2 separate regions of the Mus musculus genome follow, and region 1 is linked to region 2. Evidence: chromatin contacts called from public HiCAR-type data. All regions are on one chromosome and are shown on one strand. The core of a region is the stretch at or near the end of the contact, and the rest is flanking DNA. Distances in the headings are between cores, read along the strand shown. Region 1 overlaps Gm32333 (a long non-coding RNA gene). Region 2 has its middle 59 kb from the start of Gm20471.

Evidence for each region. HiCAR-type assays count read pairs that join an accessible place to other places.
Region 1: a HiCAR-type map of fibro-adipogenic progenitors shows a contact between it and region 2, with 4 times the contacts expected there. The contact joins two enhancer-like sites. A contact is called at or near these places in 5 of 484 Hi-C or Micro-C datasets (the C2C12 cell line, muscle stem cells, myocytes and 1 more) and 1 of 115 datasets of contacts at active chromatin or transcription factors (fibro-adipogenic progenitors).

What each region holds. Positions count from the first base shown.
Region 1 is chr1:163,558,351-163,564,153 of GRCm38.p6, reverse strand. The region is part of intron 1 of Gm32333 (a long non-coding RNA gene); the gene reads left to right. Among named protein-coding and RNA genes, the nearest start is that of Gm39689, 18 kb to the left of the region's middle. Within about 2 kb of position 2,958, at least 61 of the 459 cell types and tissues checked have an H3K27ac peak or open chromatin away from gene starts, as enhancers often do. A contact at or near this core is called in the C2C12 cell line, fibro-adipogenic progenitors and muscle stem cells, where this site is marked.
Region 2 is chr1:163,217,863-163,223,634 of GRCm38.p6, reverse strand. No RefSeq gene overlaps it. Among named protein-coding and RNA genes, the nearest start is that of Gm20471, 59 kb to the left of the region's middle. Within about 2 kb of position 1,709, at least 9 of the 459 cell types and tissues checked have an H3K27ac peak or open chromatin away from gene starts, as enhancers often do. A contact at or near this core is called in the C2C12 cell line, fibro-adipogenic progenitors and muscle stem cells, where this site is marked.

The DNA of each region.
Region 1 (5,803 bases), core at 1,709-4,208, 340 kb before region 2:
GTTGAAGATATCCATTCACTACACCACAAAACAGGGCTGAATGTGTAGGGCCTTGACCTCCTTCCTGTAGGCTCATGTTAACAATGAGTCAGTGAAAATATCTGTGGTTGCCTTGTCAGGACATCGTGTTCTATATGGGACAGTGAGTTTTCCATCCATCTTCCATTCCCAGCCTGAACACACAAGCAATCCCTGCACATTTCACATGAGTGTCTTGAAGGAATCCAGGGACATTTTTTCTTTATCCAGACTGAGATTTATTTTGGCAAGAGTTCTAAAGGCTGAAGTCTTGAGAGATTTGAGTTTTGTTAAATTATAGACATAATTTCAGTGAGGTTAAATAGCACAGGCAACAACTGGAGGGCCTTCCTCATCCTTCCTGCCCTTGGGACTCTAGTTCATCTTGCAAGGTCAGACTCTAGGGCTACCTTCTCAATGAAGCTTTCCCAAGTCATTGGATTGAAAGTGCCTTTGAATCTCCCTGAGGAGCTGTGGCCACAGAGCAAGCCAGGCAGATCTTTCTAGTGGGTAAACTTTAACAAGTTCACTAGCTTCTATAGCTGATCTCCTCAAATTGAAATACTGGTAATTCATCATAGACTTGAAATTTGCCAAAAAATTGCATTAAACATTTGCCCCACACAAAAATACGTCAACTAATAGATATATTGATAAACTAAATTTAAACATTCCACAGTGGGCATCAATATGAAAATATTATGGTGAAAGCTATCAATACCTACAATCTCGCCACTTTTTGAAGATTCATTTTTAATTACATGTGTATGGGGACAGGGCGGTAGTGGCAGTGCTTTGTGTATGAATACAGTGCCTATAGAGACCAGAAGAGGATGCTAGATCCCCTGGAGCTAGCCTTGCCAGCAGTTGTGAGCTACTTTACTCATGGTGGATGCTGGGAAGAGAAAAGATTCACTGTAAGAGCATAAAGTGCTCCTAAGCACTGATCTACTCCAGCCCCATCATTAAAATATTAAAGCAATAGTGGTAATAATAGGGGCTTACATTTGCTATGTGTTTATTGCCTTAACAACCATGAAAGATAAGACTGAATGTGAAATGATATGATGATTTATATCTCACTAAGTGATAAAGTTTTGAGAACACATGCATCGTGGCATGCATTGTGGCATACAAGCAGCAGTTGGTAAGTTCAGTATCCACCAGACTTAGAGAAACAGCTTGTTTGTTTAATTCTTACAATACTTTGTACATGTTGCCTCTGTGTGTGTGTGTGTGTGTGTGTGTGTGTGTGTGTGTTCATGTGTATGGTATTCATATGTGTCATAGGCTTGGGGTGTTCAGAGGACAACCTCAGGTATCATTCATCAGATACTTTTCAAGACAGAGTTCAAAAGAGAGAGAGATAGAAGGAGGGAAGGGAGACTATATTGCACTGGCCAACTTCTTTCTGTCTCCACATCTTTGACAACGAGATTACAATATTGCTCTACTGTGCCTGTATTTTTATTATTTCATTATTATTTACATGGGTACTGGGATCAAAATCAAGTCCTTGTGCTTACGAGGCATGTATTTTACCAACCGAGTATCTTCCCAGCTGCTGTGTGTTGCCTTCTGCTGTGATTTATGTTGTAAGATAACCCTGGTGAGATAATGCAGGGTTTGGCTTGTCTGGAGTGAGTCACATCTGGGGCCCTGCCCTTGAGAGCGTTATTTAATCTTTGAGCATTTCCTTCACTGGAAAGTGGAAGTAATAATGTTATTGTGAGGACTCATTGAACTGATAAATGAACATAATCCAAAATAATACTCTGGTGTGTGGTAGCTATGTTGATAATTCACCATGACTTAAAATTTTTATCACTTAGAGTTTGAAGTTTTCTTGTTCCTTTTTGGAGTTCAGTCTGTGGCCTTATCCTAATCTTGTGTGTTGCAAAACTTTTAAAAGTGAATCACAGGGCCACTTGCATTAGTGTTCTGACTGCTTGTCCAAAGGATCATTCCTGGCCAGTTGACCATGAGCTCCGGAAAACACTGGAGTTTTAAGACAATGAGAAGCACCAGATATCTGTTAATGAAATAAATAAACAGAGAGATATCAATCAACATGATGGAAAGAAAATATCAGCAGTAAGTTCAGCTTCAAAGGCCTCTAATCTTACTGGTCAGCAAAAGACTTTCATTGCCCAAATAGCTCTTGTCCAATTGATCCTTTAGTCCATGCCCTCAGACAACAAGACATAACATTTTGGACTTAACACTGTTTAATTAAAACTTCCTATGTTTTAAATCTTTGATTTTTTTGTGTCCTAGTTAAAACTTCAATGCTGAAGTGACTCTCTAGCTAGAGCCAGGTTTTGTCAACCTCTGAAATTCCTGGGAATGTTGGAGCCCAGCTGGGCACATAAGGGTCAGATCTGGCTGTAAGCATCACTTGAGGCCAACCTGAGACAACACTAGTGAAGGCGACTAGGAAACAAATATTGCTACAACTGATTTTTTAAGATGTCAAGAGAATTTAAATTGAGATAAAAATCTCTTTGTTCTTAGCATTCTCAGCATGAGAGGTGGCAGAGATCTTGAATCACAGGGACTATATGAATTGTACACACATATATTTTGCATTTATCCATGCCATTTTGTTTCGTTTTAAGGGCCATTTTAAAAAGTGTCCTTAAATAAAATATTATTTTCCTATAAATATGTCATAACAGCTCATCACAAGAACAGTATCCCTTTAAAAATAAAAGGGAGGGAAGGCACTGTAACGGTGTGGGCAGCACAGTTACAAATTGAATTCGCCTGGAGAGGTTGTTCTCCAGGTCAGAGGAATGTAAGCAACTCATTTCTAGTGAATGAAAAAGAAAGTCAACAGAAAGAGAGAATTCTTCTGCAACATAAAAGGAGAGGTTACAGTGCAAAACCCTGACTCCACCAGCGTCCATGGCATGTCTGGGTGAAGAGTCACACTCCCTGGGTAATTTCCATACCAAACATGCAACATTTTACAAGCCACAGCAAGGCTGGCAAGGGTAAGGCCAACCAACCAAGTGCAGGCCACTTTAAATTCTCCACCAGAAAATAGAGATGAGCACAGCTTCAAACTGAACGCTTTTTAAAAATAGAAAACCGCATATTTTACATTTCTGGTTGAATTAAATAATAAGGGGAGGAGAAACTGTTCACTGTACTGAATAGAATTGACCAGAAGGCAAAACTACAATGGTTTTTTTTGTTTTTGGTTTTTGGTTTTTTTTTTTAAATATCCAGAGCTAAAGTTCTTCCTCGGTCTCAGACTCTGAACTGTGGTGTGATTTTGACATTTTAGGCTTTAATTTCTTTGCTTTTAAATTGCAAAAGAGCTCAGGCCTGTTTTAAACAGTGGCTGTGAGGGTCACATGCTACAGTGACTTGGAAAACCTACTCAGAGCTAGTTATGCTCCAATACTTGCGCCAGCTTGGACACACAGGCTGTCACTTTTACTGGGATAAGTAACCCACGCTTATGACAATGATAATAACAGCAACAATAATAGTGAAAATATGGGAAATTAGGTTCTGTGGCGCTGGCAGAGAACTTAAAGCCAATATGGAAACCGAGGAATGTGTGAGTATTGCCAATTAAGCAGTAGGGAGTGTTTGATATCTGCTTGCTGGATATATCTTAAAGGAGATGGCACTTTGAGGCAAGTCTCATGTCAAGGAGAGGCTTCTGTGCCAGCAATAAATTAGAGTGCCATTACGCATTCAGATGCTAGAGCCAAAGACAACACATTTATCTGACTTCTTGTGTTAGGAATTAGGCTCGCGTGTTAACTCCTTTTTCTCCAAGGACTACAACACACCCAGTATGAAAATTTACATTTACACAGATGATACTGTGACAATAAGGGACCGGATGATGTTATTTTTCATTTACTGTTGGGTAAAGGAGGATCCAAAAAGCTAAACTTCTTTTTTTTTTTTTCTTCACAAATTCATACAACTGAACTGAATGCCCATTCTCTTAAGAGCCTTTCAGCTCTGCCCCTGTAAACCCACCTCCTTCACCTAGGCTTGAATGCACAGTAGCTGAGCTTCCTCCTCATTTCCTTTTCAAGAGTAATAATTCATACATTTAAACCAGACCCATGCTCTATTCTATCTCTGTCTCCCTGGGTGTGGGTTAGGGTGTTTTTCTTTTAGACTTCTAAGCAAATGTGTTGCAGGTGTGAGACGCATGCTGCGCAGTCCACTAGGCAGAGCCTTCAGGAGGCTCTGGGGAGCCACACCTTTGGGATTCTATTACAAGCAGGTGAACCAAGCTGTGATCAAATAGGAGATCTGAGGGAAAGGGGCCTGCGTTCCAGGAAGCAGCCTCAGTACCCAAGCAGGATGCCTCTCTGTGGGTGAAGGAAACTTGACCATCAGATCGATGGCTGTGCAGAGACCAAGCCCAGTCGGCGGGGATATTTTCTATATTAAGAATGCGTATTGGCATTTGAGGTGATGCACAACCAAGATGAAGCATTGAGGTTGAAGAATCATCTCGGTGGATTTTTGATAGAAAGACCATTTGTTTTAAATCACTGGACAAACAGAAAACCAGAGACTATAAGGAAATGATGATCCTCTATCAACAGAATATGTGGAACAGGACATACTAAGAAAAATAAGGTTTCCAGTTAGGGCTTTAGTCAAGTTGATCTTTTAAACATTACAAAACCTCTTGAAAATAGTATGCTAGGGAAGTGGAGAAAAATACAGCAAAGACTTCTATTAGAGAATGTCCATTACTCTGTTACACATAGTAATAAAATAACGGAGGCAAACTTAAGATTCAACAACATGAACATTTAAAATAGTTCAGTACGTAGTAATATAGTGAACTATTAGGCACACATTGAATAACAAATGTTTAAACAATATTAATGTCCTAAAATGTTTACAATATTGTGTTGTAAGAAAAAAAGGACGGGCATAAAATAGGTATATCATATGGATATAAAGCTATACATACAAATTTAATTATGAATAGAGAGAGATCAAAATTTGATATACCATAAAGGAAATTATACCCCATTTTCGGTGATACAGGTATGAGACCTTCCTATAGTCTACTTGCTTACATATTTTTAAATACTGTGCAAAACAATCTGCATCCTTTCAGTTATCTGATGGGATGTTGTTTGTAAAACGATGATGGTGCAACCCCACACAGAAAGATGGCCACCATGGCTGGAAGCCATTTCTCCCTCTTCTCACTAAAGCCTAATATGCAGAGTGCACCTGGACAGGGCAATTCTAAAGTGTCCGTATGCACCACCACCCCTGTGGCTACCTTGACTCAAACATACGTGGAATTCCCGGAGACCACACCATTCAGCTGGCCTCAGGAATGCACACGTCTGAACCATTTCCCTTCTGCCATGTGGGGAACATCCTTCCCATATATCCAGAGTTGTACGTAGTCCAAGGCCTGTCACTTCCAGTAAGTTAAAAAGAGAGAGAGAGAAGGAGTTACGTGATGGCATGTCTAGATGTGCAGATCCACCCTACGCCATCACTGCTCCCCGGCTCTCCTAAGGCACAAACCCCGTGACAACGTTTCTTTTTCCCAGTCAAAAATTTCATGTGTGTGTAAAAGGTATCTGTTTTGTCTGGCTTCCTTCCATGCTGCCCTTCCTCATTCAAATACATAGTAGAAAAAGAGAGCTATCAACCTTGCTTTACAACATTTTTACTCTATGGCTTGAGTTCGCTTTGTTGTTTTCTTCATCTTTGAATGTTCCCCTATAAAGAAGTGACCATTTGCACACACTAGAAGTGGGGAGGTGAATCA
Region 2 (5,772 bases), core at 460-2,959:
TCATAGACATGCCCAAAAGATTCTCTCCTAGATTATTCAAGACCCCATCAAGTTGAAAATTCACATTAACTGCCATCATTTATGCATACAAATAGAAATTGAAGTTTGGAAAAGGACTGAGGGACCTTGAGGAGATAGAAACCCCATAGGAAGACAGACAGAGTCAACTAACCTGGACCCTTGGGGGCTCCCAGAGACTGAACCACCAACCAAAAGGTATACATGGCTTGGACCCAGCCCCCACCACATATGTAGCAGTTGTTCAGCTCAGCCTTCAAGTTGGTCCCCTAACAACTGGAGTGGGGGCTGTTTTTGAATCTGTGGCTTGCCTGTGGATCCTGTTCCCCTAACTTTGCTGCCCTGTTTGGCTGCAGTGGGAGAGGATGTGTTTGGTCCTGCAGTGACTTGATGTGGCAGGGTGGGTTGGTACCCAGCGAGGCTGCCTCCCACTTCTTCTCTGAGAAGGGATAGGGATGGGAGAGGTGCTGTGTAACAGGGAGATGGGAGGACAGGAGCAGCTTCCATCCAGATGTAATGTGAATAAATAAATACATTAGTGGAGACAAATATAAATTGAACATTTATTAAAATTATTACTTTATATCTATGCCTCCAGAGTTTAAACTCCTTCAGGCTAGGGATTATATTCTGGTAGAAATCAACAGTGACTCATATCCTCATAAAATGTGTTATGTTTTGTCAGTGGTCAACAAATCTTTGTTGACTTAGTCCATGGATGCAAGGACTTAAGGGTTCCTATGTAGACGAAAGCATGCTGAGTGCTTTACTGAATATTTTTAAAGGTAAATACGTGCTAATTAAAATTGTAGTAATTTAAGTTTTCCCATTCGGAGAGCTTCCCTGTTGAAATGAAACTGTGTATAGAGTAAGAACAAATGGAATTTGTCATGAACCAAGTAAAGACGGGTATGGAGTAATGGAAAGAGAAGCAGATGATGAGCAGCAACTCAGACCCAGGGCCGGCTTGTTTGCTGGCTTAATGACTTATGCCACCTCAAACGTCCCTGAACATCTATGTGAAATGAAGCATTGAGATGACATGATCTAAGGTCCCTTCCAAGGCTAACACCTCATGATTCTAAAATGCTATGAAATCATCACATGGCTGTCAGACTCAGGATCAAGTTGCCAAGGAGAGCCACTTGTGAATTTCTGACTTGGTAATAACAAAGAGAGGGGGGGGGAGAGAGAGAGAGAGAGAGAGAGAGAGAGAGAGAGAGAGAGAAAGAGAGAAGCAAATTGTAATTCTTTTTTTTTCCCTTTCCGAGGCAAGATGACTGGGTCTGCAAATCATGTTCTACTCTTAGCTCAGTCTCAGGCGAGTTTTATGCTCAGATCCACATTAGAGGACGAGGGCAGAGAAGACTCTGGACAATGCCCAGAGGCTTCAGACTTGGTGGAAAATATGTATCCAACTCTGTTTTAGGAGTCCATGTAAGTGTACATCTTCTTAATGCTAAATGGAAAATGTGACATAGTTCAGGTTGGGCTCCAACCAATGTACAGAGAATCACTTCTGAAACCATGAAAAAGAGAGGAAAAAAAAAATGACCCTGCATCACTTCAACCAAATTGGAATTGATATTTGTTGCAGAGCCTGGAGACTCACTTCTTGGCAGAAGTAGATTTTCCCAGTTGGTTACAAGTCTAATGATATAAAACAACAGCTGGCGTTGTAATGCCTAATAGATTGCATCTGCCCTGATATTTGAGAATGACCATGACAGCATTCCCAGTAGGGAGCTCACCCAGCCACAGATGATGTTCCATTCCTAAAAAAAAAAAAAAAAAGCCATCATGAACTGTCTTTTTCATCTCCAGAATTGTGCCCAGGTTGGAGAATGAGAGATTCGCAGAGAAGACACAGGAGAAACAAGGGCAAGCTTTAAATTCTTTAAAGCCAAAATTAAATGTCTTACAATTCTACTTATTGGTCCGTGACTGATTGTGGTTTTTCCATTTCTGTAAAACGGGTGATGTGGCATAATGGAAAAACCATGGTGTTTGGCAGCAGGTGGCTCTAGGCTTTACTAGTAGCACCTCGATTCACTGGCTAAGTGTTTTTACGGAAGTCACTTAATAGTTCCCCATCTGTTTATTCCTTGGTAAAATAGAACCAATTACTGTGATTGCAGTGGCTATAACACACAAACTCTCTCTCTCTCTCTCTCTCTCTCTCTCTCTCTCTCTCTCTCTCTCTCTCTCTCTCTCTCTCTCTCGTGTGTGTTTGCTTGTGTACATATATGTGTTTTGATACACATGCATGTATCTATGCATGCATGTGGAAGCCAGAAGATAATCTCAGGTATCTTTTTCAATTGATTTCCACCTTAGTTTTTGAGACCAAGAGCCTTGAATTTCCATTTTCCACTGGACCCTGAAAATCACTTAGCCCCGAGATTTAAGAAGTAGTTTCAATTCTATATGAATTCTTGCTCACATTTATAGAAAAGAAACTGTTCACAAATGGCATCACTGGATCTCATGACAAGAATAGATGCAAGCATTTAGGGAATTTAATTCATTGGATACAATTAATGCTAAATTCATTCTGTAGAATATAAATGGACTTGATCCCATGCTCACATGTAAATGCAATAAGGAGTGAGAGTTAAATCAAAGGATAGTAGCAAAACCATTTACAGTTCATACAGATCAAGACTTTCATTCAACTAAAGGGTAGTGAACCATAGTAGTCAAGAATTCTACAACTAGATTGTTGAGGCTAAACTCGTTGCTGCTTACTAACCATGTAGCTCCAAAGGAAGTTACTAAACTTTATCATAAAATGGGTGCCAGTCACCTCACTGGGCCACTGTAAAGACCCAGTAACATTTACCCAGAAAGCTCTCAGCACACTGTTGAGCACAGAATGAGCAAGCAACAACCATGACTGACTATCCTCCCCTCCAGGAAAGACCCAGCAAAGTTCACTTTCACTTGGAAATAATATATGTTACTTTAAGCAACCTTAAAAATATCCTAAAATAATAAAGATAACTTTTGGTTTTGTTGATAATACCTTAGGAGCCTTGGAATCATATCATCTGGGAATATTTTGATTCTACAAAATAATTATTACTAGACAAATTTAAGTAACGAGGGTAAGTAAGAAATATAAGCCATTCATTCCCATTTATGCTTGTGGATTTATTCTGATAGTTGTTCAATAAGTACTTGTTTTATGTCAGGCTTATGATAAATTAGTGAAGACATCTCTCTCAAGTATCTTCTTTTTTTATTTTTTAATTTTTATTAGGTATTTTCTTCATTTACATTTCCTGTGCTATCACAAAAGTCCTCCATACGCTCCCCCCACTCCCCTACCCACCCACTCCCACTTCTTGGCCCTGGCGTTCCCCTGTACTGAGGCATATAAAGTTTGCACGACCAATGAGCCTCTCTTTCCACTGATGGCCGACTAGGCCATCTTCTGATACATATGCAGCTAGAGACACGAGCTCTAGGGGGTACTGGGTAGTTCATATTGTTGTTCCACCTATAGGGTGGCAGACCCCTTTAGCTCCTTGGTTACTTTCTCTCTCTCCTCCATTGGGGGTCCTGTAATCCATCCAATAGCTGATTTTGAGCATCCACTTCTGTGTTTGCTAGGCCCCAGCATAGTCTCACAAGAGACAGTTATATCAGGGTCCTTTCAGCAAAATCTTGCTAATGTATGCACTGGTGTCAGTGTTTGGAAGCTGATTATGGGATGGATCCCCGGATATGGCAGTCTCTAGATGGTCCATCCTTTCGTCTCAGCTCCAAACTTTGTAACTCCTTCCATGGGTGTTTTGTTCCCAATTCTAAGAAGGGGCAAAGTGTCTACACTTTGGTCTTTGTTCTTCTTGAGTTTCATGTGTTTTGCAAATTGTATCTTATATTTTGGGTATTCTAAGTTTCTGGGCTAATATCCACTTATCAGTGAGTACATATCATGTGAGTTCTTTTGTGATTGGGTTACCTCACTCAGGATGATGCCCTCCAGGTCCATCCATTTGCCTAGGAATTTCATAAATTCATTCTTTTTAATAGCTGAGTAGTACTCCATTGTGTAAATGTACCACATTTTCTGTATCCATTCCTCTGTTGAGGGGCATCTGGGTTCTTTCCAGATTCTAGCTATTATAAATAAGACTGCTATGAACATATTGGAACATGTGTCCTTCTTACCGGTTGGGACATCTTCTGGATATATGGCCAGGAGAGGTATTGCTGGATCCCCCAGGAGTACTATGTCCAATTTTCTGAGGAACTGCCAGACTGATTTCCAAAGTGGTTGTACAAGCTTGCAATCCCACCAACAATGGAGGAGTGTTCCTATTTCTCCACATCCTTGCCTGCATCTGCTGTAACCTGAATTTTTGATCTTAGCCATTCTGACTGGTGTGAGGTGGAGTCTCATGGTTGTTTTGATTTGCATTTCCCCGATGATTAAGGATGCTGAACATTTTTTCAGGTGCTTCTCAGCCATTTGGTATTCCTCAGGTGAGAATTCTTTGTTTAGCTCTGAGCCCCATTTTTTAATGGGGTTATTTGATTTTCTGGAATCCACCTTCTTGAGTTCTTTATATATATTGGATATTATGATATCTGATTTAGGATAGGTAAAAATCCTTTCCCAATCTGTTGGTGGCCTTTTTGTCTTACTGACGGTGTCTTTTGCCTTACAGAAGCTTTGCAATTTTAGATGTGGAGAAAGCATTTGACAAAATCTAACACCCATTCATGATAAAAGTCTTGGAAAGATCAGGAATTCAAGGCCCATACCTAAACATGATAAAAGCAATCCACAGCAAACCAGTAGCCAACATCAAAGTAAATGGTGAGAAGCTGGAAGCATTCCCACTAAAATCAGGGACTAGACAAGGCTGCCCACTTTCTCCCTACCTATTCAACATTGTACTTGAAGTCCTAGCCAGAGCAATTCAACTACAAAAGGAGATCAAGGGGATACAAATTGGAAAGGAAGAAGTCAAAATATCACTTTTTGCAGATGATATGATAGTATATATAGGTGACCTTAAAAATTCCACCAGAGAACTCCTAAACCTGATAAACAGCTTTGGTGAAGTAGCTGGATATAAAATTAACTCAAACAAGTCAATGGCCTTTCTGTACACAAAGGATAAACAGGCTGAGAAAGAAATTAGGGAAACAACACCCTTCTCAATAGTCACAAATAATATAAAATACCTTGGCGTTACTCTAACTAAGGAAGTGAAAGATCTGTATGATAAAAACTTCAAGTCTCTGAAGAAAGAAATTAAAGATCTCAGAAGATGGAAAGATCTTAATGCTCATGGATTGGCAGGATCAATATAGTAAAAATGGCTATCTTGCCAAAAGCAATCTACAGATTCAATGCAATCCCCATCAAAATTCCAAGTCATTTCTTCAACGAATTAGAAAGGGCAATCTGCAAATTCATCTGGAATAACAAAAAACCTAGGATAGCAAAAACTATTCTCAAGGATAAAAGAACCTCTGGTGGAATCACCATGCCTGACCTAAAGCTGTACTACAGAGCAATTGTGATAAAAACTGCTTGTTACTGGTATAGCAACAGACAAGTAGACCAATGGAATAGAATTGAAGAACCAGAAATAAACTCACACACCTATGGTCACTTGATCTTTGACAAGGGAGCTAAAACCATCCAGTGGGAAAAAGACAGCATTTTCAACAAATGGTGCTGCCACAACTGGCCTGGCGGTTAACTTGTAGAAGAATGTGAATTGATCCTTTCCT